Linked DNA regions of Mus musculus: region 2 is linked to region 1. Evidence: chromatin contacts called from public HiChIP or PLAC-seq data. All regions are on one chromosome and are shown on one strand. The core of a region is the stretch at or near the end of the contact, and the rest is flanking DNA. Distances in the headings are between cores, read along the strand shown.

Evidence for each region. HiChIP or PLAC-seq counts read pairs in DNA pulled down with a chosen protein or histone mark.
Region 2: a contact with region 1 is called in a BATF HiChIP or PLAC-seq map of CD8 T cells, with 13 read pairs. The contact joins the enhancer-like site here to the promoter of Poglut3 in region 1. A contact is called at or near these places in 3 of 39 promoter capture datasets (HPC-7-derived erythroid cells, hematopoietic stem and progenitor cells and macrophages), 1 of 15 datasets of contacts at CTCF or cohesin (CD8 T cells), 1 of 484 Hi-C or Micro-C datasets (uterus), 5 of 115 datasets of contacts at active chromatin or transcription factors (CD8 T cells, the SCID.adh cell line, effector CD8 T cells and 2 more) and 3 of 9 other capture datasets (adipose tissue, liver and pancreatic islet).

Annotation. Positions count from the first base shown.
Region 1 is chr9:53,382,681-53,389,165 of GRCm38.p6, forward strand. Poglut3 (protein O-glucosyltransferase 3) reads left to right here and starts at 1,343. Exons shown (of 8, transcript NM_212445.2): 1 at 1,343-1,606; 2 at 5,700-5,897. The coding sequence starts at 1,420.
Region 2 is chr9:53,432,332-53,438,666 of GRCm38.p6, forward strand. It overlaps Atm (ataxia telangiectasia mutated), which reads right to left. Exons shown (of 63, transcript NM_007499.3): 63 at 4,791-6,335. 4930550C14Rik (RIKEN cDNA 4930550C14 gene) reads left to right here. Exons shown (of 9, transcript NM_001376944.1): 9 at 72-2,095. The coding sequence ends at 232. Among named protein-coding and RNA genes, the nearest start is that of 4930550C14Rik, 30 kb to the left of the region's middle. Within about 2 kb of position 3,705, at least 25 of the 459 cell types and tissues checked have an H3K27ac peak or open chromatin away from gene starts, as enhancers often do. A contact at or near this core is called in CD8 T cells, the SCID.adh cell line and memory CD8 T cells, where this site is marked.

The DNA of each region.
Region 1 (6,485 bases), core at 93-2,592:
GCATATGGGCATCTGCCGATTTCTTCCTGCTGGCCTCTATACTCGCCTATGATTGGTAATTGGGTTGGTGACCTGGGCCGGAGCTCAAAATGCTCAGGAGCCCAATTAAAGCCTGGGGCCTGGTTCTGATAAGCTCTGGGTTGAGATCTACCAGGAAGATCTCTGCCCATTCTGCAGGATGAATTCTTCCAGATTTCTCATCCTGGGAAGAATAATTAGTTCCTAAAACTCAGATAAAAAGAAAAAATAATTAGCAAGAGTGAACAAACGGGGGCTGTGGGGCTGTTCTTCCCGGCTCTTGATGCTCAGGAGTGGGGTGCCCAGGGCATAGTGGGCAGGGAAGGATAGGTGCCCAACTCTACTGAGACGCTTGCCCAGACCCTGCCTTCTGCTGCCCAAGTGCCCTACACAGGAAACACCGAAAGATAAGGGACTTCAGGGTAGTAGGCTGCCAATCACAAATATACGGAACAGGTGGGCCGGTGTGTGAACAAAGACTAGGGGAATTCCTCACAGGGAAGCTATTCCTCTTGTTCCACTGTGGCACTGGAAACCAAACCCTGATGTGCATTTATAATAAGCCATGTTTCCAACCCTTTTCTGTCTGGGTGTAGTGCACACCTTTGATCCCAATACCTGGGACACAGAGGCAGGTGGATGACAGTGAGTTAAAGATCAGCCAGTCTATATACATATATAGAGAGTTCCAAGGCAGTAGGAGATACATAGGGAAAACCCCAACTCAACCAGTTTTCTCCACAAGGCAAGGTGGCTTGGCTTACACACCTTTAATTTCCCTCTACTGGAGGAGGCTGGGGTGGAAGGATTGTCATCAGTTCAAAACCAGCCTGAGATACAGAGGGAGACTTCCTTCTCAAAAGGAGAAACAATAAAATATAGAAGAAGAAAAGGGGGAGGAGGAGGAGGAGGAGGAGGAGGAGGAGGAGGAGGAGGAGAAGGAGAAGGAGAAGGAGAAGGAGAAGGAGAAGGAGAAGGAGAAGGAGAAGGAGAAGGAGAAGGAGAAGGAGAAGGAGAAGGAGAAGGAGAAGGAGAAGGAGAAGGAGAAGGAGAAGGAGAAGGAGAAGAAGAAGAAGAAGAAGAAGAAGAAGAAGAAGAAGAAGAAGAAGAAGAAGAAGAAAAGAAGGAAGAACAAGAAAAGGAAGAACAAGAAGAAGAAAAAGAAAAGAGGTAACAATTTTAAAACAAGCACACCCTGCCTTTCTCCAGACTGGCAAACTCAGGCAACTAGTGTAGGGATGACTAGGAGCGTAAGGCCTGGGCGCGGTACACGAGCCAGTCGGGGTCCGGGCGCGCGCCCGGCCCGCCCGGGGCGGCTCTAGCCAGAGGCCCGCCCTCGGGTGTCCCCTCGGCCCGGCGCTCCAGCTCCTCCCTGGCCAGCGGAGCTGAGAGCCGGCGACCATGCAGGCCCTGCCGCTGGGGCTGCAGCTCGCCCTGCTGGTGGCGGCGGGGGCCGGGGCGCGCGTGAGCGCACCGCGGAGCCTGGCGTGGGGCCCTGGGTTGCAGGCCGCCGCCGTCCTGCCCGTGCGCTACTTCTTCCTGCAGTCGGTGGACTCGGACGGCCGGAACTTCACTAGCTCGCCGCCAGGTCAGCGCCCGTTGCCGTCCCCGCGCGTCCCTGTCCCCACACGTGGCCATCTCCCCACTGCGGGTGTCGTCTTCTCTCCCCTCCCATCGGCGTCCCTTCCCTCCTCCCTGACACCCACGGGGGCGGGAGGTGCCACTCAGGACCGTTGGGTGACTAACTCCAAAGGCTGGGCCACAGGTCCCGCCCGGTGACAGATGTAAGGGTAAGTAGAGTAAACGGCGCCTGTGGGGTCCCACGGAGCGCAGTGGTGCCATCACGTGATGCAGATGGCCCTTCCTGGCCTGCAGGGCGCGCCTTCCTCCCTCCCTCAGCAGCCCACTCTTCTTAGGCCCGCAGTGCAGACCACGCGAAGCAGGGAAACTTCCTAGAACCGGAGAAGGGAGGCGCTTGTCTTGAATCTCAGCAGGGCCCTCCTCCCACATCTGATTGCTTCTCTGGACTTGTCCAGCTGGTTTCAACTTGTTGCCAGTCAGGATTTGCTAATTTGTGTCTAAATGTAAGGCTGCTCCCATCTGGCGTCCTGTTTTGCCTGCAAAGAGGCAGAGAACTCCTTGGCGTCCTCCACCGAGCAAACGGGAATTTCACGTACTTAGAAGTCACGTGTATATGGTAATCCTGGAGTAAAAAAGAGGATGGCAATGTCTGCCTATCGAAAACTTAAGACTCTGCTGAGAAAATAGATAATAAGCAACCTGCCTATCAGGGCAAAGCACAGTTGCTGCAATTGGATTTCTGCAGCCTGGTGTAAACATTAAAGAACTGCCAATAGGTCCAAGGGAGTCTGGGAAGCTTCAGGAGTGCGGGTTTGGAGGCTGAGAGGGGTTTCTAGACTGGCTTGCAGCCGCGCAAAAGCAGAGAGCGCGAGGATCAAGTGTTGAGAACAGGAGTCTGTGGAACATGGTTCAGATTCAAACCGTGTTATGGTGTATCTGCAGTTCTGTAATAAATAAATGAACCCAGATAAGCACTCATGTGGTTACAGCAGGAGAGTAAGGATCCCCCCCCCCCATTTTAAAAATCTTTTTCCCCAAATAAAATGTTCTGCAAAGATTATTCGGATATGTGTGTGTTTGTATATGCCACTTGTGAGCTGGTGCCTATAGAGACCAGAAGAGAGCACTGGATCTGCTGTAACCATAGTTCTAGACACTTGTGAGCCACCTAATATAGTTGCTGAGAACATGAGTCCGCTGGAAGAATAGAAAGCACTCCTAACCACCACCGAGCCAGCTCTCTAGCCCCAATACATCATAATGTTTTTATAATGAGAAAAACATATCTTTTAGAAATTGCAGTGCGTGAGTGGATCCTGGTGTGTCCGTGGCAGGAAGTCAGACCTGTTTGGATGATTATGTAGTCCTAGGGTGTAACTCTTTGGTCTTATGGGATGCTCCATTTGGTAATGTAAGATCAGTGCTTTCCCTCTAGCTGCCGTGAGCATTGATAAACTTACTAAATGGTCATTGAAAGGAAAAGTATCGACTCAGGACCCCCAAGACCAAGTTCTCAGCACATAGGTACAGAGGGCAGGGAATAAGTGACAGACAGGAGATGGGGGTTGAGGAAGAAGGGGAAGGGAACAAACGAGAGGGGACAGGGTGTTTGTCCTGGAGTGGAACACAGGACTGTCTCTGGATAGAGAGGGGACAGACATGGCTCGGAGGCAAATGGCAGTTAGGTATAAGAGGGGCTAGAGAGATGGCTCAGCTGTTACAGGCTAGGCTCACAACCAAAAATATAAAGGTACAAGGGAAAACCTTGTGTTAGGATGAGGTGTTTAATTTTAATTGGGCAGATTAATTAGGTGAGCCAAAGGGGACTTTTGATTGTTGGACTTCAATACTTTGATAGCTGGACCTTGGTAGTCAGCTTCAGGAGGAGGAAGAAGTGGCCATTTGAGGGGATAGACCTTGGTGCGTAGCTTTAGGAAAGTAATCCAACTTTTTTTTTTTTTTTTTTTTTTTTAAGCAAAGCAGAGGCAATGGGAGAGAAAACCAAGGTCTGCCAGAGCCATGCTTACTGGTCAGAGCCCCTTCAGTCATGGCAGGCGAGGTTCCCATTGCCAGAGATTCTCTTCCATTTAAAATTATATTCTATTTAAAATGCAAAGCTATGATTGCCTACTGACTGCTGGGTTTTTTGGTGGTTTTTTTTTTTTTTTTTAAATATGACCCTCAGCTACTTTTTGGAGCTAGGTTTCTTGATCTGTACAGTGGGGTAGATCAATAATTACCTAACAGGTCTTACAAGAAACAGATAGAAAATGCTTATGAGAGCTGGGTATGATGGTGCAGGCCTATAATCCAAGCATTTGGAACAGAAGGATTGTGAGTTCTAGGCTAGCCTTGACTATGTAATAAGAGCATGATCTAGAAAGTATATAGATGGATAGATAGATAGATGGATATAGATAGCTATGAACACATATAGCCCATAGTAGGCACTAAGTAAATTTTTTTATGCTTTTGGTTGTTTTGAAAACTAAGTGTTCAGAATCTTTGAAGTAAGGTGTGACACTACCAGGCTCCTTTTGTGTCACTACCTTCTCATTGGTCACTTTTTCATAAATTTGAATTTATGGAGAGGAAACTGTAGGGTGATCTTTGATTCCGTTCCATTGTAAAGGCCATCAGGGCAAATGGGAATTCATATTCCTTCCGCTTTGAGCAATTTAGAATTTCACGCTTCTCCTTTTCTTCCTTATAAAGCTCACTTACACTTACTTATTTCTCTGCCAGACCCAATCAGGGTTATTTTCCACTGACTCTCACTTCGATTTTATGCTATCAGTGGCCCAGGCAACGAAGCACTTAAAATAAATATGTGGGTGCTGGGACTGGAACCTGGGTCTTCTGGAGGAATAGCTAGTGCTTTTAACTGATGGGCCATCTCTCCTCCTGGGGTCGCCTTTCTGATGTCAGCAAGATGAAACACAAAGCATTTGAAAATTCAGTTTAAAAAGAAAAATGTCACGCTCTCTAAAGCACGGGGAACTTTGTAGAAGGGGAAGTAGGAAAGTAGGAGGCATCTCAGAGCCAGAAGACACAGGGACTGGCTTCAAAATGACCAGAGCAGCAGTTCTCAGCCTTCCTAGTGCTGTGACCCTTTAATACAGTTCCTCGTGTTGTGGTAACACCCAACCATAACGTTTTCCTTGCTACTTTATAACTGTAGTCTTGCATTACTGTCATAATGCAAGGATCTGCAGATATCCTGCAGTGCAGGATATCTGATATGTGACCCCCTGTGAAAAAGTCATTCCTCAGACACTGCTGTAGACTCTGCCTTTGCAACCATGAACTCATAACCAAGGTTACTGTTCTTGGCCCACACATGACTGGCCCTTCCAACAGTCAATCACAGAATGGGGAGGATCTTATGGAACCCTGTCCCTCACTTCCCAATTCTTGTTAAGTTCTGGCAGAGGGAGAGTTGCCTGCAGTTGTTGTACCTGCCACTTACCCACTGCTGAGCCACGAGGCTCCTGTGGATCATTCCAAATTCACTGTCACACAGACAGCCCTGGTTAGACCAAGTGGGTCATAAATGAAGCAAATACACATGAAGGTTAAAAAGTGATTTGCATAAAAGGAGAGGGGGATAGGCAAAGGTGGGAGGGTTTTGGAGAGGGTGAGGGTGGTCAGCATGTATTATGTAAGGTGTGAAATTGTCAAAGAACAAATCTAATGAAAAAGGGACATTTTTCTCAGAAATGAGGGTTACTAGACACTTCAATGGCATTAAATAACGTGTGTGTATTTTACAGGGAGAAAGTTGAATTGCCACAGGGCCATCATCTTTAGAATGTGGACTGTTACTGCTTGAATGTTATTCAGAGGAGAAAAGACCAAGTAGGAGAAATGTTACTTTCTTCAATGAATTAATTTTCTCATCCACTGTTATTGAATGACTGATGAGTCCCATGTTAAGTCAGATCCTTGCCTTAAGGATGGACCACACATAGTTGCTGTCTGCAAGGATCTTCCAGGCTGAAATGAGCATGGTTTACCATGAACACTGCAGGACAAAGGACTTTCACTGAGACATAATGATCAGGAAATGGCAACGTTATTTCTATTTCGTTTGCTTACAGGTCAAACACAGTTCAAAGTAGTGGTAAAATCCCTTTCACCTAAAGAGCTGGTCCGTATTTATGTCCCTAAACCTTTGGACAGAAATGATGGAACGTTTTTGGTGAGATACAGGATGCACGAGACGGCCCATAAAGGGCTCAAGATAGAGATCCTTCATGGCAGTGAACATGTGGCTCACTCTCCCTATATTTTAAAAGGTACGTGTTACTACTCACCTGACCCTAGGCATATATGGGATACTTGCTTTTCAGAAGGGCTGTAATGACCCTGCAGTCAAATGTGACAGAGTAAACATTGTATATGTACTTCTGGAAGTTCAAATTTTACTTCATTTTTTGGCATTTAAAAAATGATCATTTTCTGAGTTTGGAGAGCCCTTGCTGCTCTTACCGAGGGCCTGGGTTCAGTTCTCAGCACCACATGGTGGCTCACAAGTCAGCTGTAACTCCAGTTCTAGGGGATCCAATGTCCCTTTCTGACCAGACAGGTATACATGTGACATGCACATACATGCATGCAGACAAAACACACACATAAAACAAAGAAACCTCTTGAAAAATCCTTTCCTGTTTCATTTTGTATAGTTCCTATTGCTGTATCTCTAAGTTTGTTCATCTTTTGTCCTGCACTGCCAGAGTTGCCATTAATCCCCTCCAGTGTAACTTTTTAATTACACTGGTAACATTTTTAATTTTCCTAAGCTTTCTCTCTGGGATGTGGCAGAGTTAATTGGTCATAATCTGACCTTTTCCTGTTATATTTTTACAGTGTGTTAGATGAAATTG
Region 2 (6,335 bases), core at 2,455-4,954, 52 kb after region 1:
TGCTGGGACTGAAGATATTCACCAGCACACCCAGCAGGGCATTGTTTTAACTATCTGTCATTTCTCTTTAGATGTCAAGCTTCAGCGAATACAGAAAAGCCTACAGAGCAACATCTATGGCGATGAGGCAAAGCAAGCAGAGGAGTCACTGTACGATGATTCTACTTACTATGAAAATGCTTATACAAAACAGTTCACTAGATTAACACCCGATTCCATGTTCGGCATGTAACCAGAAAGGATTCCCTTTTCTGAGCGATGGACCTACCTTCAAGCCCACTTTCCAGCGAAAGCCAAGAAACTACTTATTCTGACTACAATGACATGTGTACGTCTTACATGTCTTACTTACTCTTAGTTAAGGGATACTGAAGAAATACTGCCCTGGACAGTGTACAGTTCCTCCTGGTATTCTGATAAACTATAGTTGTTTGACAGTTATACTTAAAATAAAGATACTTTTTTTTGACATTAAGAACCTTCAAATACAGTTTTGCTTGTGGGGCAGTTGCTCAGTGCAGGGCTCACTCACTGGACACTCCATCTCCAAACGGCTCTCACTTACTTGTCTTACTGAAGTGTCCACTGATTTTTTTTTTCCTTTTTAATTCTGCACAGGTAACAATTTACACATTTATGGAGAATGGTGTATTTCACAGTATTTATACAACATGTACCGACGGAGTCAGGGTGGCCGATGTCTGTCCACTTGGTTTAGTTTGGCACCTTTGGGTGTGTAGTGCCACAGTGCATGTAGAGTGCACGGACGTCTTTGGAGATACACTAAGAAGTGACACTGCTGAGCCACACAGCAGATTCACTTTCCCCTCATATCAATCAACACACACATTTTGTTTGGTTTTTGATAATGTGCATTGTTTATAGCATGACAGCATCTTGTGGTTTTGATGGCTTAACATTTTTTAAAGTTTTTTTTTAATGTGTTCTTGATATTGACTCTGTAGATTAATAGATGGCAAGTATCTTTACCTAAAACCTGTAAGCTCTCTCTTATTCTTATAGTTTTGTTGCTCCGCGTGAGCATTTCAGTTGGTATGATTCCCAACCTGCCACTTTTGTGTTTTCTGTGCATTAAGGGTGCGTCAAGAAAGTCTTTACTCCCACTAGCATCTTGCATTTCCTGTGTTCCTGTAATAGTTCTGTCTTAAGACCTCTAGGTCTTGACACATTTGAGTTGATTTTGGTATAGGGTGTGACACAGGGAATCAACTTTTAATCTTCTGCATTAAGATATAGTTTATCAGCACCAATGGAAATAAGGAAACGGTGCCTAGGTAAACATTTTTTTTCCGAACATCAGTGTAGAATTAGCTTAGTGAGGTATATAGCTTTATCTCTGGGGCCATAAAATTTTCATTATTGTAACTCAAGCATGTCTCGCAATCCTTTCAAGTGTTTTGTTGTTAGCTACTGGCAAGTTGGTTTTCTATATGAATTTTGTGATTTTATAGTTCTCTTAAAGGATGTTCCTCAGATTTTTAAAAGGATTGGTCAGTCTACAAACTTCTTTGTCTGGTATGGGAAGTCTTTCCATCTTGGGATTTCTCCAGTGACTTTGATCAGCGCTTTGTAATTTCCACAGTAGAGGTCTTTCTGAACCTCAGCTGAATTTACTCCAAGGTATTTTACTTGTAACTGCTGTGAATGGATTTGCCTTTACAGCTGCCTTTACGAAGTTTTGTTAGAAGCAGGATAAAACTGAGCCTGCATGTAGTCATTTTTGGCTTGACCTATCTGGACCTAAGATCTCACTGCAAACTTGTGAGCTCTAAAATAAGAAGCTTAAGAACAAAGCAAGACATCCCTGTCCTCAGCAAGGAAGACTTGTGCTTACCATAAAGGGACAGACACGTCCTAATGCAGGTAACAGCGACTTAAATATTTCTCACCAATACAGCATCCTCTTCTAGAAAAAGAAATATATGCATGCATGCATGCATGCATGTATATATGTATGTGTATATATTTGAATACTATTTGTTCATAAAAAGAATAAAATCATGCCGCCCATCATCTGTGGCAAATGGATCTGAAGGGCATCATGTTAAGCAAAATAAAAGCCAGACATAGCAAAGTTATTATTTCATGCTGTCTGTCACATGGAAGCAAAAGACCTGAGAGTACAAAAGCTACTGTCAGTTATGAAAGAAGGCATGAGGTTGCAGGGAGGACACCTCCCGCAGGGGAACAGAGGGCAGACATGATCAGTAAGTTTACATATATGCACATGCCTTAATATATATCAATATATTACATATATCAATATGCCTTAATAATTAGAATAAAAAGAAAATTAAGCTCTGAGTGATATTGCATTGGGTTAGCTATAGAAAACAACATTCTGTATATTTCCAAAAGCCCGATAAAAAGGGCTGTGGAGAGTCTTACCATAAACAAACTATATACACTTGGGGCTGGAGAAACGGCATAGTGGTTAAAAGTGCTGACTGCTCTTCCAGAAGACCAAGGTTCGATTCCCAGCACTGACATGATGGCTCACTACTATCTAACTCCATTTCTAGGGAATCTAATCCCACCTTCTGGCATGCAAGTGGTACACAGACATAAATGCAGGCAAGACACACATACACATCAAACACAACCTCAGAAAACCCTTGAGGAGAAATGCCCTGATTGGAACATTACACAACTTACACACTTCAATGTATTCCATTAATATGAGTACATTTTTAGGCTTTTAAAGCATTAAAAAGAAAAAGAAAAAAACTCTCACAAAGCATACAATATCTCATTTCATATGCTTATTAGGAAGAAAGTCGAATCATCTCTTTTCTTGAATTACTGGGATTGATGGTATATACTGTCAATCTCAAGAAATTATACATTGTGGGAAATAAAAGGTTAACAACAACAAAACCAAAAGGACCAACCACTCCATTCTGGTTTTATACTTAAAAGTACTAGGGACAGAGTTTAAAGAGATGCCTATATCCCCGTGTGTATTAAGATGGCACACTATCGCTGGGACATTATATGAGGTAAATAAGTCGTAGGACTCCATTGGGTTCTATGGTGAGACGGTATCATGCCACGGACATAAAGCGGCACCGGGGTTCCATTTTATGAATTCAAAGAGCATAATCCATGCCCTCCCCTACCCCCCCCCTGCACTGGCCCACCTCCTAAAGATGTTGGAAGTGTATGGATGACTTAATCTTAGAAAACCTAACAGTGTGAGCAGGATAGTAACACACTCAGAAAAACGGTCATCTTCAGTAAGTACAGCAATGGCTCACTCACCACAGAACTTCACAGTATTCCAGGTATGAGAAGGAATTTCTTTAACAAAAAAAAAGTGACACAGATGCTTCACAAAACCCCTGCAGGAAAAGGGAACACACTGGCGCCTGAGCCCTAGCCATCAGCCACAGGACTTTCAAACATGACTGCTCTGTACTGCACCAAGCTGAGGATGCGGCCACGAGAGTAAAGGAGGACAAAGGAACAAAAGTAGCATAACATCTGGGAGGAAAAATGTTTACAGCATATAGGATCGCCTAAAACAGTGGTTCTCAACCTGTGAGTCGCAGCCCTTTCACAGGTCGCCTGAGACCACTGCAAACCACAGGTAATTTACATGGTGACTCCTAACAGTAGCAAGATCACAGTTCTGAAGCAGGAACAAAAGTAATGTTATGGTTGGGGTTCACCACCACATGAGGAACTGAGAACCACTGCTCCCAAAGAACCCATGCACGTTTCTAGAAAGAATAAGACTTTATCTCTGTCTACTGGATGAAACGTCAGTGGTGAGTAACACATTTCAAATACTAAGAAAAGTCTGAAGAGAGAGCTTATCAAAACTATGACGGTACCTAGGGAGAAATGTAATGTAAGTATGCATGACCCCCTCGGTAAGAACTGTAAGAATGGAACATTTCGGAAGGTCTAGGAATGAAGGGAAGTCCTCAGAGGAGCTCTAACCATCAGTGGAACAGTGATGACAAAAAGTGACTGGTGACAGAGCAGATTAGCAATAATAGCATGTAGCCAGGAGAGGAAGAGAAACACTGTGAAACACTCAGCCGTCGTCGTGACTACTCAAGAGAAGGAAACCACACCAAAAACCAAACCAAACCAAAAAACATGTAAAGAAACGTGTTGCGTCCCTAGTTGTTACAGCCGTTTTGTACCTAACAATAAAAGATTTTTTTTTTTTTTAGTTTAAAAATATATACAAGGCAAAAATCACCTGGTTTAGAACTTCTGCTTTTGAACAATACACTACTAACTACACACTCTTACTCCCACTATACATAAAACCACCCATCCTGTTAGAGCAAAGTTGGGGTTTTACTCCAAGGAATAATTTTCATTATATGAGATCTTTACCAATTCTGAACCCAACCTTTCTGGAAATGTTGACTACAGTGTATACAAAATTCATTTTGCTTAGAAGCTGCACAGAGGAACATGAAACCCTCAAAAGGAAGGAATTTATTTTAAAACATGATAAAAATAAAATACCACATTTAGGATATTAGGATCTTTAGTTTTTTAGATTTGAGAAAAGTCAACTAGATTATAAGTGAAAGAACAGTGTTCATTTGCCTTCCTGTTACAAGGTAATTAAGAAAATTGTCAGACTCACAGCCTGGAATGTAATGTCCTGGACTGCCTACTGATTCCACTGCAGCAGCCACCCGCCTCTTTCCTGGACTCTGAGCTCACTGTTGTCTCCCTAGGAACTAGCCCCATGCCTGGCACACACAATACTCAAGTATTTCATAAAATGGACATACGGTTGTATAGTCAGCATATACTTCCACAGTTCTTTATTTAAAACAAACTGATAATTCAGGAAACAGCATAACTGAAAAACATTTACTAGCACTAAACAAATCTACATAACATACATAATTTTACTAAGGTGCAACTAAAACATTTGATATGGCACATTTTCTATTTCATACTGACCTTCTACTTAAAAAGAAAGACAGTTATTATAAACCTTAAGGTGCTCTAAGTTCCTTTTTGCGTTTATTCCTTTTATCACATCTAAAGTTGAGATGGATTTCTAGGGACACACCCTTTTTTCCCTGTTTTAATTGAACGCTATGATGACCTTAGCCTTAGGACCTGACTGGGGACCATTTGAGGGGTACAGCAGCATAGGGCTGGAAGAGGAGTGCTGCCTCCTTTACTGCAGACAGACAGACATGCTGCCTCCTTCTTTTCTAGCAGCTTCTGTGAGGAACACATGTGCAATGTCTTCTGTCCTCAGGCAAGTAATTTTTCTCCAGATAATCTGTGGCACCGTCAGGAATATTACAAAGTTTTGTTGTAAGAATCAGAGGTGCTGCTGATAGACATGTCAGGTACTCAGCATAAAGAAAATACCTGATTCTTAGTAACCTATAAATCTAACTATCACTCATGGGCTCCTGGTAACAGCCCGTCTCACTCAAACCTGTCAGAAAGATTTTCTAACTCAGTCTTTTTCACCTTTCAAGTAGCAGCTTCTGGGTTTATCTGAAAAATTTTGACATAGATTTATCAAAGCCACTGAAGAAATCTGAATATATTCTGTTAACAGAATATTATTCAAGGGTGAAGAATGGATCAACTATTCCAACCTCTTCAGTGGATTAACTACAAAAACAAATTACAAATTCATTTAGCTAGACATCATTAGCTAATTTTCTTCCTCCATCCATGAAGACATCAACACTTGCTTACAGACATTCTAAGTTCATTACATCCGCCTGATTTACTGCAGTCAAGCAGATGCCAAATATCCATTTAACAATTCTTACAAAATACACAAGAAAGCTGAAATGCAGAACAGTTTCATAGCAGTTTACAGAAACCAAAAGAGTAGTTTGGCTTTGTATATACAATACAAATCACACACACACACACACACACACACACACACACACACACACACACACACACACACACACACGTGTGGTATTAGGCTTGCAAACAGCACAAGAGAAGCATTAAATGCCATCTCCCTTTACCCTGCCACCACAGTGAGACACAGGTCGAGCTTTCATTTTAAGGGGCATCAATTCAACATTATGCCCATTAGCATACAGATTAGAGAGAACAGGTCTACTGCGGCCTGAAAGACTCTGCTGCTCTCGGGAATCTACACTACTCCTGAGATCTAAAGCTCCGGAGCCAAGAAATGTCAGTAAAATCCCTGAGGGTGAAACAGAAGCAAACTATCTGGAAGAACCCCTCTTAACCAAGCCACTCTGGATTCCCACACACGGTGTGTGCTTGTGTGTATGAGTGAGCACACCTTTCAAAATGACAAAATGACCAATCAGCCCCCGAGACAA